Regions from separate parts of the Hordeum vulgare genome. Here region 1 is linked to region 2. The links are chromatin contacts, called in public Hi-C maps. All regions are on one chromosome and are shown on one strand. Each heading gives the region's core, a stretch centred on a gene start, on an enhancer-like site or on the middle of the called end of the contact. The rest is flanking DNA. Distances are from core to core; before and after follow the strand shown.

What was found. Hi-C and Micro-C count contacts between places; a contact is called where the count stands out from the background.
Region 1: a contact with region 2 is called in a Hi-C map of seedling, with 6 times the contacts expected there. The contact joins the promoter of LOC123439026 here to the promoter of LOC123439010 in region 2. A contact is called at or near these places in 6 of 6 Hi-C or Micro-C datasets (leaf, seedling and an unstated tissue) and 1 of 1 datasets of contacts at active chromatin or transcription factors (embryo).

The regions. Positions count from the first base shown.
Region 1 is chr1H:381,695,942-381,702,893 of MorexV3_pseudomolecules_assembly, reverse strand. LOC123439026 reads right to left here and starts at 5,689. Exons shown (of 62, transcript XM_045115821.1): 1 at 5,356-5,689; 2 at 3,527-3,630; 3 at 3,272-3,406; 4 at 3,137-3,187; 5 at 2,845-2,939; 6 at 2,657-2,774; 7 at 2,114-2,215; 8 at 1,695-1,877; 9 at 1,450-1,610; 10 at 642-812; 11 at 66-152. The coding sequence starts at 5,452.
Region 2 is chr1H:381,534,727-381,542,071 of MorexV3_pseudomolecules_assembly, reverse strand. LOC123439010 (BOI-related E3 ubiquitin-protein ligase 1-like) reads right to left here and starts at 3,109. Exons shown (of 3, transcript XM_045115820.1): 1 at 2,578-3,109; 2 at 2,179-2,462; 3 at 1,264-2,058. The coding sequence starts at 2,713. The coding sequence ends at 1,492.

The DNA of each region.
Region 1 (6,952 bases), core at 4,440-6,939, 160 kb before region 2:
CAGAATAAGTCATTAATACACATTGTGCAATACAGAGAATGTGAGTTTGCATAGATCAGACAGACCATCCAAATGACCACCAGGACTGCTTCTTGTTTTGTTGAGCATGCTGTCTTTCTGCTGACTGTTCTACAAACTTGTGAGCCAGCATCCTTCACAAAGGAAAAAAAGATAAATATCAAGCAACGAGCAACTCATAGGACATCCTGCAGTTGAAACAATTGGAGTGGAACTACATAGCTCAAATTCAATGGGGAAAAAAAGACATATCACGCAGTGTTCATTCGATGATTCTATGGTTCGTTCTCCTCAGTGGTTCAGAACTTATTCACTGTACATCAGAACCGTGCATGCATTGTTCAATGGTTCAGGTAAGTCTTCAAAAAAAGAAAAACTTCGGAAGGAATGAACAGCTCGTACAAAAGGAGATATTATGCAACAGTTGCATGCAAGACAGCAATATCATGTGACATAAGGTTTACATGTCAGACATTAAGTAATTTTGAGAAGGACCAATGGAACATATCAGTATCCAGATAAACCTCCTTCCACATTACTATGAACTTCTGAAACAAATCCTTAACGGTGAATATCTACAAGATAGTCTTCATAGAGGATGTCTCAAAGAACAAACGTACTACCTCCATTGCAGAATAACTTCCATATCCAGTTCACGATCCAGGCTTTTAATCTCCTCATTATCTTCAACAACCGGACGGCTCATGTCAGACTTCAGAAGGGACGCATATAAAGATACATATGTCTTTCGAAGTCTTGCATTTCTCAGTAGTTGCTCCCAAGATAGACTTCCACTGCATTAATGAGATATATCGACACGAACCCAATGAGAAAATCAGGTACAAAAAAGTACACCATGTAATATTACATCATATAGTCAGTAGGCCGAACTCCACAACAAACATATACAATTAATTATGAAGGGTGCTTCACGAAACAGAATTATCCATTGAGTAATCTAAAGGACAATACTATAATGTCGTAATACCTAAAATCAATCATCATACTGGGACTTTCATTTAAATAGAATGGAGCCAGGGAAGGATCCCTGATTTCTAAAAATATTATAAGGGTCGATTGGCAATTTGGCAACTGATGTGGCTTGGTTCCTTTGTTAATGCTCAATTTATTTCCACGTATATGTTTCACTGTGTGCACGGCAGTGCAATTTTATCAGTACGTTGATCGACTCACACTGAATGCTCATCACAATTAAAACAAAATTTCAGTAAGCATGTAGGGATTCCTGTGAAGAATACCCAAACATAAATGACCGTTCCTCCATAATAAAGACATAATCTTTTGTTATGTAGGAGAATATCATAACAATAAACTGATAAATAGAATACCTATACGGCTATACATGATAAACAATAACACATAATCCACACACAGTGGAAGCCACACAGAAGGCATGTAGAGCCCATATACCTTGCCTTCTTCATATCATGAGTCACTACTTTGTATGCGTACTTCCACCAAGACTTCGGATCAGACTTCACTGGCAAAGATGGCCGGTAATGAGCATATCTCAGCCGTTGATTAAAAGAAGAGAAGTTATCAGCCATCTTCAAGATGTCCCTGTAGCCATCCTGAATCGAAGAAACCAGTCTACCATTAGCATTGCTGCTTTGTCATTTAAAAAAAGCTGGGGTTGGTTGGCCGAGAGTAGAAACCTTCGACAAAGACAAAGTAACATCATCCAAATCAACAGCAGCATTTTGCAATGCCTGTCCGCTTCTCTTCGCTTCATCAATGTGTACCTTTGTATATTTTGCTTTGCCAGATATAGGTCTTAATATGTAAGTGTGAGCTTTTGAAGCAGTACTAGAACTATCTTGCTTTCTGAACTCAAAAACCTGAAACACATTTTGTGAACCAGTAAATATTCATCAAGCGGAAATAAAATTATTAGAAAAACCATTGAAATTGCACAAGACCCATCCTCCAATGCCTCAGTACAGCACAGTATCTGGCCCTCAAGGTTCACCATGTAGCTGTCCAGTTAGATATTGTAAAATAGACAACTGCCTACATGCAGAGTTGTACCCTCAAGGCCTTCATATATTTATTAGCAAATACAATTGTAAGCTACCTGACTCCATTCTGAAGGCAGTAAATCTTCCCAGGGTTTATCCACGCTCCAAGGACTGCTATCAGAATCAAAATACAGCGCCAGACTCTCAAGTTCAACAGACTGCAAAACCATCATATATAAGCTATCAAAATGCAAGAATCATAAGTACAACTATCAGAAGCAAAAAAGAAGGCCCAGTAAATGAATCTGAGGGAGGAATATGCAATCTTTCTGTAACTTGAAGGATGCATTCTCTGTTAACATCAACACGTTATCCCTTCTAGACGTGCAGAATTATTTGTGTAAAGAATCAACGAAGTATGAGAAAATTAGGAATTTGAATTGCTCATCTTTAACACCTAGTATTGTCCACCATAGCTTTCTATTCTGCGATTTAGAAGCCATAGAAAGTGGTTTCCAGTCCTGACCTCCCTTTAGGAAAGAATAATCCATGGGTAAAGGGAAGTCTGGATTCGCAGAAGCAAACAGTAGACTTTGTGTATTACTTTGTATACCAGTATTAATGACTGAACCAAAATGTTGTGAGTTAGGAGAATATACCTTCTTCACTCGGTCCAAATCTCCACCAGTGGCAAAAGTTTCCTTCCCATGGTCATCCACAGTAACTGCTGACAGCTTCGAAAGTACCAAACCTGCTGCGAAAGGGTGGCCTGGATTGCTACAGAAAAATCCATGGTATTCTTATATGCACCCTGAAAGATACATCCACTAAACAGAAATTTAAGTACCTCTCTATGTCTTCATATCTGATGTGAATATTGCCAATTGATAACTTGATGTTTCCAATCACAGTGCTAATGAAAGACCCAAGCCATGACGAATTCTTCAGGGATGATGAGAAGTTAAGAGTCAAAAATTAAATAAAGCATAATCATGTTAACATGGTCCGTTCCCAAGTCCCAACCCACACAGCAGCAGCAAAAACATGGCTAGATTGAATATGCAAGCCATGTAGGTAATTCATCATCACAGTACACAGATATACACACAATTATACAAAGGCCAAGTACCAACACGTACCAGTTCGGAGTTCAGTTGTTGCTGGCTCTCCAATAATTTCATTTCCATCTCCTGTTTCAATAAACAGTAGATCACTAATACACAGTTCAGGCAACAGCTGCCAAAATAACTTAACTAATGTCACAAATTGCTCACCCTAACTCTAGTTCGTTTGACCTCTTGGACAGCATCCTCACTGCAACCTTCAACATCTGTTGCTGGTTCAGCTAATATAAAAATACGATCAAGATAAACCAAAACCGGCTCTTGGCCAAGTCTGCTCCAAGGGACCTAATAATCATTTATGGAATCATCCTTTAGCATACTCGATCATATCACAAAATATCACGACATCAACGATTAAGGCAAAATGATGTGGCTAAACCGCTAAACTAAGTAGCCACTACAGACCTTGAGTTTAACTGAACCAAGGAAACCAGCTTTGACTTTCACAGGTAACTTCAATGAATTGAGTGCCTCAGGCTTCAACTGCATGTTTGTGAGTTCCACATCGCCTGAAATAGTATTGCAGAAAACATATGAGGTAGAAGATGGCCAACATCATTAACAGAACATGAACTATAGCAAGCAGAAGGAGAACACGTGTGCACGCGTAGGTGCTGAGAATGTGTATTGGCTTACAATCATTTCAACATGGCAACCACTGAAGCAAATGTTTGACCCAGCAGACACACCCATTGCCCAATTCCACTACAGCATCAGTTAATTCCACACCTTCCAACTATCACAAGATTTTTTTTCATAACTAGTAATAAGTCCTTTATATGACTTGATTGTGTACACTCCGCCTCATAAACTTTGCTACTTTTAACAAAACTGATAATAGAGGATCAATTCCATTGACTTTATGCACATAACCTACATCAGTTAAGTGAACAATCCCCTGACTCATATTTTGTCTTCCTGACTCTCTATTGTTGGTCGAGAGAGCAAGTTCCGCTAGTGGGGACCAGGAAATGCATATATCACATTCTCCTCCCAAAAATCATCTGACATGGGCATGTAGAAGGGGATGCGGTGTGCTGAAGGATGGGATCCAGGGCCTCGCCGATGTCGGTAGACAGCATGGCATGGTTCAGCGTCAGCAGCCAGCTCCGGTACCCACCCTGTAGCTCTGCCAATGATAGGATGACCCACCATAAGGGCATATTTCTCTTCTTTTCGCCCCCAGAGTCCAGATGAGTGTATCCCATCACCATGTTCCAGACAATCAGATTTGAGGATCAGCAGAATAGGACAGGCATGGTCAGAATACAGCGACTGGCTTCAAAATGAAATACAGCATCTCAGGGATATATGTTATCCGGGGTTTCAGGGTTCAGCCATATGCATTGTTATTGCAAACATGTAAGTTCAAGGGCTATCCTTGAGTGACTAATGGAGATATTTGACCAAGTGACATGAGTATATATGTTCGGGAACATCAGTGTCATATTCACACTATCTACCCATAGGCAAAGGCTCGCACTAACCATCTAGGCTCTAGCTGATGCAACCAGTGAATTACCACCAAGTAAGCTCTACAAAATACAGTAAACCATCACAACACTGTCCAATGTCTAAACACTACAACTGCAAGTACAAACACTTAGAATATGAAAACAAATGTTGGATCCTCTCTGAAGTCTGACATATATAACCAATGCCCACCCATTACGCCCATCAAATCCTAATACCCAATTGGCTTTGGCATACCACAACATAATGTATTTGATGCATGAATATTCTCTCGGCAATCAAAATATAATGTGAGAAAATAAATGAAGAATAAAGAGTTGTACGATCAGAGGGGGAACAAAGTGACTGCACCGGAGCATCCAAAAATAACTTCCACCTGCAGTAACTAGCTCAAACTCGCTACCAATGCCATCCCCATTGCAACCATTCACAGCAAGCACGCAACACCAACAGACAGTGCCCAGACGCCGCCTACCAAAACGAATCGCGACAACCAAAAACGAAGCATGCGGACCAAACTAAGCTCAGGTTCGGCCTGCCAACAGCCGTTCCATAGCAATCCACCACTGTCACTAGAAACATTACTCACAGCAACAAGCAAAGCCGCGCAGACGAAGAGAGAAACGAGCCAAATCAGCCGCGAGCGCTTCCCTGATCACCCGCGAGGAACCAATCGGACTGAAACAGCTAACCAGCAGAGCGGATTGAAGCGAGTGCGGGGACGGGGCAGGGGAACGGGAGCGGGGCGGGGGGCTCCTCACCTCTCCAGACGCTGATCTTGAGGGCCTCCTTGCTGAGCCCCCGGACGTAGTTGCCGAGGTACTTCTGCAGCAGGAAGGCGACCTGGTCCTCCAACATCTCCGCCGCCGCCGCCGGTCGCCGGCGACTGCCGACGGCGCTGCCAACGCGATGGGAGCGTGTTCCGGCTCGGGGTTCTCTCGGGGCGTGAGAGCGGGCGATTCCGCCTTCGCGTGGAGGCGAAGAAACTGCCGGACTCGTAGTAGAAGCCCACAGGTGTGGAGTCCTGCTTTTTTTTTTCTCTCCTCTCGGGGCTCTTTTTGTCTTCGAGGGGGAAGAAGAGGCACGGAGCCACGGAGGAGATCGCTAGAAGAAAGAAGGCGGTGCCGGATATGACGGATGTGCCCTCGAGTTTGAGCTTATTAACGGATGGTACCTCACTGCGAAAATAAAATATCTTAAGTGGGGCCTTGTTGCCGTTGATGCGAATTATGATTGCCTTTTTTGTCTAGCTGTTTGCGTAGTAGTATATGTTCTATTATCAGTTTGCAGCTGGCCTTTTCTTCTTTTTCGGTGGAAATGAATTTCTTTCCTAGGAAATGAATTGGAACTGTGAGATCACAGCATTGGCCAGTCAGATTTAACTTAATTTAATACTACAAAGAAGTAAAAAATAATAACCTGATTTATGTACCCTATACAGAGATATCAAGCGAACTTCGGATTTTTAGGCATGGAGTATTTTCCATGATAAATTATACTTGCTGAGGACGATTTGACATAACTACAAATCAGACGCGTTACCGTATTCCTCCTGTCAGGGAAATCAATTCTCACTTGCAATACCGCTTATAGCAAATTAATACTCGACAACTACTCCTTAATGCCAGAAAACGTTTTACGTAATGGGACGGAGGGAATAGTAAACAAGAACAGGCTATCGAGAAAAACACGCATTCTTGTGAATCAAGAAAAATAATGAAAAACACGCTTTTCGGAAACCGTCGGGACACGCGGCACGGTAGAGTTTCGCGTGGCACGTGCTGGTTCGTTAACTACTCTGTTGTTTGTAATCTCGAGACTAACCACGCCGAGCAAGGAGAAGCGTGATCAGGCCTCTGATTGTTGCACTGCTGGATGCCCAGCGCATTGACAAATATACTTGTTTAATTCGATATTACAGTAGTACAGTACGAATTCTCCATCTCATCAAGCAGATAAAAGATTGCGACGATTTGTTCGCAAAATACCGATGACACGGATAATCAAAAGCGATGGATGAATAAGGAAATCGCCAACTTGCACGCGAAGAAAGAATAGCTTAAAATCAAGCTAGGCGTCCGCCTGATTCTTCAAGGTGGAGGGAGAGTCGTTCGAGTCCGGCTGGACGGAGAAATGGCCGGGTGGCTGCGCTCGCCTTTTGGCGGCATCGTCTGTCGACGTTCGGGTCCGGCGCCGGGATGGCGGACGCGCGCTTTGTCCAGGGACACGCAAAGGCTGCGTGCGGCCACGACGCGCGCCTGCGTGTTGCAAAGGGCTCCGTCACGTGGTGCCCGTCTTTGACCCTCCGCTCCCGTGCCAGCGCCACCTGTTGGTTCGCGGTGTCGCGTTCGGTGCCAC
Region 2 (7,345 bases), core at 1,860-4,359:
TCATCCGATTTCACTCGGGCCATGCTTGAAGTGTTGACACTGAAGCACGCAGGCCATGTGGTCATTAGGTTATACCCCATCCGTACCTAAATATAAGTCTTTTAAAATATTTCATTAGGTGTCTACATACGGAATAAAATGAATGAATCTATACTTTAAAATATGTCTATATACATCTCTATGTAGTTTATTAGTTGAACCTCTAGAAAGAGGTGTTCTGACTTACATCCTTCCACATCATATTGCATTGTTGCCTAACTGCATGTCTCCCACGTGACATGCCGTTGGCTCTTGATGATTTTTTGGACAACTTCTACAACATCACCAATGTTGTAAAAAAAGAATCTGCATTAAAGCCTATGTTGCAAAAAGAAATCTACAATAAAATATCAGTTGTAAAAATGTTTGTAAAAGCATGAAGACAAAAAAGCAATTCTGTAATAAAGCCTCTGTTATAAAAAATACTACAACAAAACCTCAGTTGCAAAATAATTATACAACAGGAGCTCTGTTACAATTTTTTTCAACAATACATATGTTAAAATGATGGAGAGCGCCGATGCGCGAGGTCTGACGGCCCGCGAGAATGTTCGCCAAAACATTACCGATGATTTAGCAAAATATTGTCATGGCGATTTGAGATCATGATTTTTTTTCTCCCGTTCAACGGGCCCTTTTTGCTAGTGGTAGATAATATGTTATGTGTACACGCTAAACTATTTTCAGAATTTTCAAACACCCATTCAGTGATTTAGTGATTTTGGATGGGTGGTGCACCGGTATCGTTCCCGTGTGGTGAGTTCATATGAAGTGACATTTCACTGCAGGTAGTGTATCCGTAAGCAGTAGCACGCGTTCACCTCCATCTCCGGGGCACTCCCCTCTGAAGCATCAACCATGGACATGGTGACGGCCGGCCGCGCGAAGGCCTGGCCTGTCTTTGTCCAGTGCAGAATGCTGATGATCAAAGACGGAGCGCGGCGTGTGAGCAACCGACAGCCCTGCCGTGACCCGCTCCGGTACGTCCGATCGGGATCGCGCGTACGGCCACGGGCGCGCGCGTGTTTGCCGCGTTTCCCGCCACTTCCTCCTGCCCGCCCACCCACCACACCCCACCCTTCGTCCCCACGCCCCCGCCCTGCTTCAACCAATTAACCGCTTGGCTCCCCAGGCGGCAACTGGCACACTGCGCCGCTCACCACTCCGTAGGCCTAGCCTAGCCTAGCCGTGCCGTGCCGTGCGGTGCGCGGTAACAAAATGAGATCAACCTAATTAATCTGTTACTAGCAGTAAAAACTGTCACGCAAGATTCAAATCAGCAGTAATGATTTACAGCATCACTAGCAAAAGAGGTGAAGCGATCATGGATGGAAGGATCAGCCCACTAGCACGGGAGGGCAAAGAGAGGAAGGAATTATGCACCCTGTCTTGATCTGTTCTACAGCTTTCTCCATGGCCCCAGTTTCATGATCCAGCGGCGGCTGACCCGTCTCACGCGAAGAAGACTTGCACGGTGCCGGTGACGGGGCAGCGGCACGCGGGGCAGGCCGCGGCGGCGGCCGTGCCGGCGAGTGCGGCCGGCACGCCGGGGTCGCACGCGTCGCACACGCAGAGGTGCCTGCACGGGAGCAGCACCGTGGACGCCGGCCGCAGCCGGCACGCGCGGCACGGCCTGGCCGCCGGCGGCGGCGCGATGACCTCCACCACCCTGTCCGGGTCGACGAAGCCAGACTCGGCGTCGTCCGCCGCGCCCGCCGCGCCGTCGTCGTCCAAGGCGGCCTTGCCGCTCCTCGCCTGCGCTGTGGCCGCCGCCTGCTGCAACTGCGCGTGGAGCGCGGCCGCCGTGGACTGGTCGGACATTGCCTTGGCTTGCCACGACGCGGCCTCCGCCCTCAGCCGCGCCAGCTGCTCCTCCAGCTCGACGCCGCGCCGTGCCGCCTTGAAGGTCTCCGCCTCCATCTCCCTGACCCGCCGCGCGGCCAGCGCCTCCGCGGCGCCCAGCAGCGAGCGGTTCTGCCGACGCCTCGTGTCGGCCAGCGCAAGCCGGAGTCTCTCCGCCTACAAAGACAGAACGAACCCACCATCATCATCATCGTCATCGCGACAGCCACCATGTAGATACAGTAGATCGATCGATTGCAAGGCAAGAACGAATCAAGCAAGCGCGCGGATCCTCACGTGTTCCTGGAGCAGTCGGTCGATCTCGTTACTGTACTGCCCGCACTGAGCGGCGAGCTCGCCGGGGAGAACGGAGGACGGCGACGACGACGTGCACGCCACGTGCTCCGAGCCTCCCTCGTCGAAGTCGAGCCGCAGGCCCGTCGCCGCCGGCCGCCGGTGCAGCTGCGCCAGGTGTATCACCTTGTGCGCCGGGGAACCCTGCGGCGCCTGCAGGGAGAAGAGCCGTGCCGGCGGCGCCACGGCCTCGCGCGGCCGCTTCCGCACGTTGCCGCCATCTGCGACTGCATCGACCCAAGATGGATGTATGTCAGTTAATGACCTCCTCAATCAATCACAACTGCCGCCGAGAACGAGAAAGCAAGGTAATCAAGCAGCAGCACGCGATGCGTCGGTTACCTCCATCTCGACGAGAGAAATCCATGAACAGGGGAGGATGGTGCTGCTCCATCGGCGGCGGCGGCGCCATCTCCTTGCGCGGCTCCATGGGCGCGGCGCAGCCTCTGCCCACAACCCGTACGCCCAGATCACCCATCCGGCCGGCGATCGCCTCGGAACGGAAGTCGGAGACGGCTAAAGCAGCAGCAGCAGCTGCAGCGGCGTGGGCGACGCGCAGGCGGCGAGGACGAGGAGGCGTGGCTGCCGGTGGATGCTGCTGCTGCTGCAACACGGCCGCGCCGCTGCCATTGCCCGTGCTATTTGAGGCGCGAAGCGCGTGTGGAGGAGTCGGATGGGATGGGGTGGGATGCGATGGATGAGAGAGTTGCGGCGGGGGGTGGGCAACGCAACGCGACTCAACTGTTCCACCGTCCCTCTCGTCTTATCAGGGTGGCGTGGGCGTGGGCTTTCAGCTTTTGCTCCTCTTTTCTCTCGCTCTCTCCCGTGATGGCAACGTCAGCCTCGCCGTCGTGCTCGGCTTTCCCTACGTGCGCCACCCACCCACCCCCCACAGCTGCGTCTGCATGCACGGCACGCCTTGAACAATCCCCCGTCCAAAACCCAACAGCTCAAACCAAATGCTTTAACCGCATTCCTGCGTCGTTGGATCTACACGCGGATCAGGAGGCCAGCCATGGACAACGCATTGCACTGCACGTAAATTGATTAATCAACAGGGTCGTTCTCGCGTCGTATTAATTGGGCATTTGGACGCTGTTCCTCGGTCCTCTGCCCGAGTAAATCTACTCCCGGCAGTACCACGACGGCCAGTAGTAGCAGGCATCCGATGCTAGGCTAGCCTCTCTTGACTCTCGCGTGTTTTGTTCTGTTCATCCGTTCGTTTGGTCAAGCCTCATCAGGCGGGGAGCATCTCACTATCTGTAGCCGTGGCCTTTCGTTCGGCGTACGGGCCGAGAGGAAAGAGACGTTGCACTGCGTCTGCGTCCACATGACAACAGGGAGAGAGAGGGAGAAGGAAACGTCGGTTTGACGGAGGCTTCTCCTCCTCTGCACTGCACCGCGGCAGCCAGCCAGCCAGGCGTGAGATGAGAACGAAAAGAAAGCCAAAGCACAGGCCAGGCCACGGCCAGGCGGCAGCATCGATGAGGTTCCGACTCCCGAGCAGGAAATGCGGGCAGGAAGGCAGGCAGCGAGTTGAGTATTGGATTCGGAGGCACGCACGGCCTCAAAAGCATCGCTCAGCGCTCGCTGTAGCCTCGGCGCACGCAAGGGACCGCGGGCATAGGCTCCTCTCGAGATGCGCGAAAGGGAAGACACATTGCTACTCCATTTCCCTTTTTTCCTTTTCGTGCACCGTCGCCAGGTCATCATCCCCAACGCTTGCCGTGTTGGTCAAGGTGAAAGGCCGGTAGGTTTTGAAAAATTCAAAATCAAATCTAGACTAGTTTTATTGGAGTAAAGAAATTTTATTATATTTAAGTTTGGCATTAATGTAGACCGAAAATTAAAGTTTAGCGACCCGCAGATAACCCAGAAATAACACGCACGAAGGAAGCTATCGCCCCATCATGACACATGAGAGAGTGGTGGCCCAACCATAAGTTCACTCGGCCTCAATGGTTCTCTTACATATGTGGATCCTTGCCTGAAAAAAAAACATATGCGGGTCCGAGGAGTGGTTAGGCTGTTGGTCGTTACATGAAGGTGAGTGTAGCGGGAGAGAACTATCACGACTAGGACCAGAACGGTGTCGGCATGTATCTCATTTTGTCCTAGCTACTTCGTCTTCCTCACGTTGTGATCCATTTGAACTCGATTTGTTATTAAACTAGAGATATCAAGAGGGTGGCTAACATGTGGTATCAGAACCACTCCATCACTCTTTGTCGCGCTAGAGACGCACAAGCGGGCAAGTGGTCGTGAGCAACTCTTTGATGCCATAGATCCAACACTCAAGGCGTACCTCGACAAGCTCTAGGAGAAGCCGACGAAGGCGAGCGAGGAGATCTCTGCCAATATCAAAGACCTCACCAAGCAGATCAACTACCAAGGGGCGGCACAGGTGGAGGCGCTCACGGCATGGAAACCAAATCTCGAGGCTTGTTTCTCAAAGCTACACGACATGGTGGGGGGCATACAACATGCGCAACCGCATCTGGAGCGGTCACATCGAGTGGATCAAATGCGCCATACCTCTCTAATCCTGTGGTGTGCATGTTGGGTTACGTAGCATAAATTCAAAATTTTCCTACGCATGTTCAGATCTTCCTATGGAGAGACCAGCAACGAGAGAGGGGTAAGAGCATCTTCATACCTTTGAAGATCGCTAAGCGGAAGCGTTGCTAGAACGCGGCTGATGGAGTCGTACTCGCAGCGATTCTGATCTAGTGCCGAACAACGGCACCTCCGCGTTCAACACACGTGCAGCCCGGTGACGTCTCCCGCACCTTGATCCAGCAAGGAGGAGGGAGAGGTTGGGGAAGAAGACCAGCAACACGACGGCGTGGTGTTGGTGGAGAGACGAGGTCTCCCGGCAGGGCTTCGCCAAGCGTCGACAGAGAGGAGGAGGAAGAAGTGCAGGGCTGCGCCGAGGGAGAGGGAAAACCGTGTGCTCCAAAGGCCAAAAGTGCCCACTATATATAGGGGAAGGGGAGAGGGGGTGCCACCCCTAGGGTTCCCACCCTAGGGGGTGCGGCAGCCCTCCCAGATGGTGGAAGTGGCGGCCAGGGCAAGGAGGAGGGGTGGCGCACCCCATCTGGTGGGCCTAAGGCCCACCTTAGTTAGGGTTCCCCCCTTCCCCTTTTTTCTGGTGTACATGGGATGGGTGGGGGCGCACCAGCCCACTTAGGGGCTGGTTCCCTTCCCCCACTTAGCCCATCTAGCCTCCCGGGGTCGTCACCCCCCTTCGGTGGTCCCCCGGGACCACCTCCGGTGGTCCCGGTGGTCCCGGTACGTTACCGGTGATGCCCGAAACACTTCCGGTGTCCGAAACCATCCGTCCTATATATCAATCTTTACCTCCGGACCATTCCGGAGCTCCTCGTGACGTCCGGGATCTCATCCGGGACTCCGAACAACTTTCGGTAATCTCGTATAACAATTCCCTATAACCCTAGCATCATCGAACCTTAAGTGTGTAGACCCTACGGGTTCGGGAGACAGGCAGACATGGCCGAGACACCTCTCTGGCCAATAACCATCAGCGGGGTCTGGATACCCATGGTGGCTCCCACTAGATCCACGATGATCTCAACGGATGAACCACGATGTCAAGGATTCAATCAATCCCGTATACAATTCCCTTTGTCTGTCGGTATAGAACTTGCCCGAGATTCGATCGTCGGTATACCTATACCTTGTTCAATATCGTTACCGGTAAGTCTCTTTACTCGTTCCGTAGCACGTCATCGTGTGACTAACTCCTTAGTCACATTGAGCTCATGATGATGTTCTACCGAGTGGGCCCAGAGATACCTCTCCGTCACATGGAGTGACAAATCCCGATCTCGATTCGTGCCAACCCAACAGACACTTTCGGAGGTACCCGTAGTGCACCTTTATAGTCACCCAGTTACGTTGTGACGTTTGATACACCCAAAGCACTCCTACGGTATCCGGGAGTTGCACAATCTCACGGTCGAAGGAAAAGATACTTGACATTAGAAAAGCATTAGCATACGAACGATACGATCTAGTGCTAGGCTTAGGATTGGGTCTTGTCCACCACATCATTCTCCCAATGATGTGATCCCGTTATCAATGACATCCAATGTCCATGATCAGGAAACCATGATCATCTATTGACTAACGAGCTAGCCAACTAGAGGCTTGCTAGGGACACATTGTGATCTATTCATTCACACATGTATTACTGTTTCCTGTTAATACAATTATACCATGAACGATAGACGATTATCATGAACAAGGAAATATGATAATAACCATTTTATTATTGCCTCTAGGGCATATTTCCAACAGTCTCCCACTTGCACTAGAGTCAATAATCTAGTTACATTGTGATGTATCGAACACCCATAGCATTATGGTGCTGATCATGTTTTGCTCGTGGAAGAGGTTTAGTCAACGGGTCTGCAATATTCAGATCCATGTGTACTTTACAAATATCTATCACTCCACTCTGGACATGGTCCTGGATGGAGTTGTAGCGGCGCTTGATGTGCTTCGTCTTCCGGTGAAACCTGGGCTCCTTGTCTATGGCAATGGCTCCAGTGTTATCACAGAAGAGTGTCATAGGACCCGACGCGCTTGGAACCACTCCAAGGTCGGTGATGAGCTCCTTCATCCAAATTCCTTCATGAGCCGCTTCTGAAGCAGCTATGTACTCCGCTTCACATGTAGATGCTGCCACGACTTCTTGCTTGCTGCTGCACCAGCTCACTGCCCCACCATTCAACACATATACGTATCCGGTTTGTGACTTAGAGTCATCCGGATCTGTGTCGAAGCTAGCATCGACGTAACCCTTTACGACGAGCTCTTCGTCACCTCCATAAACGAGAAACATTTCCTTAGTCCTTTTCAGGTACTTAAGGATATTCTTGACCGCTGTCCACTGTTCCGCACCGGGATTACTTTGGTACCTCCCTACCAAGCTTATCGCAAGGTTTATATCAGGTCTGGTACACAGCATGGCATACATTAGAGAGCCCACGGCTGAAGCGTAGGGGACAGAACCCATCTTCTCTCTATCTGCTGCCGTGGTCGGCGACTGAGTCTTACTCAATCTCATACCTTGCAAAACTGGCAA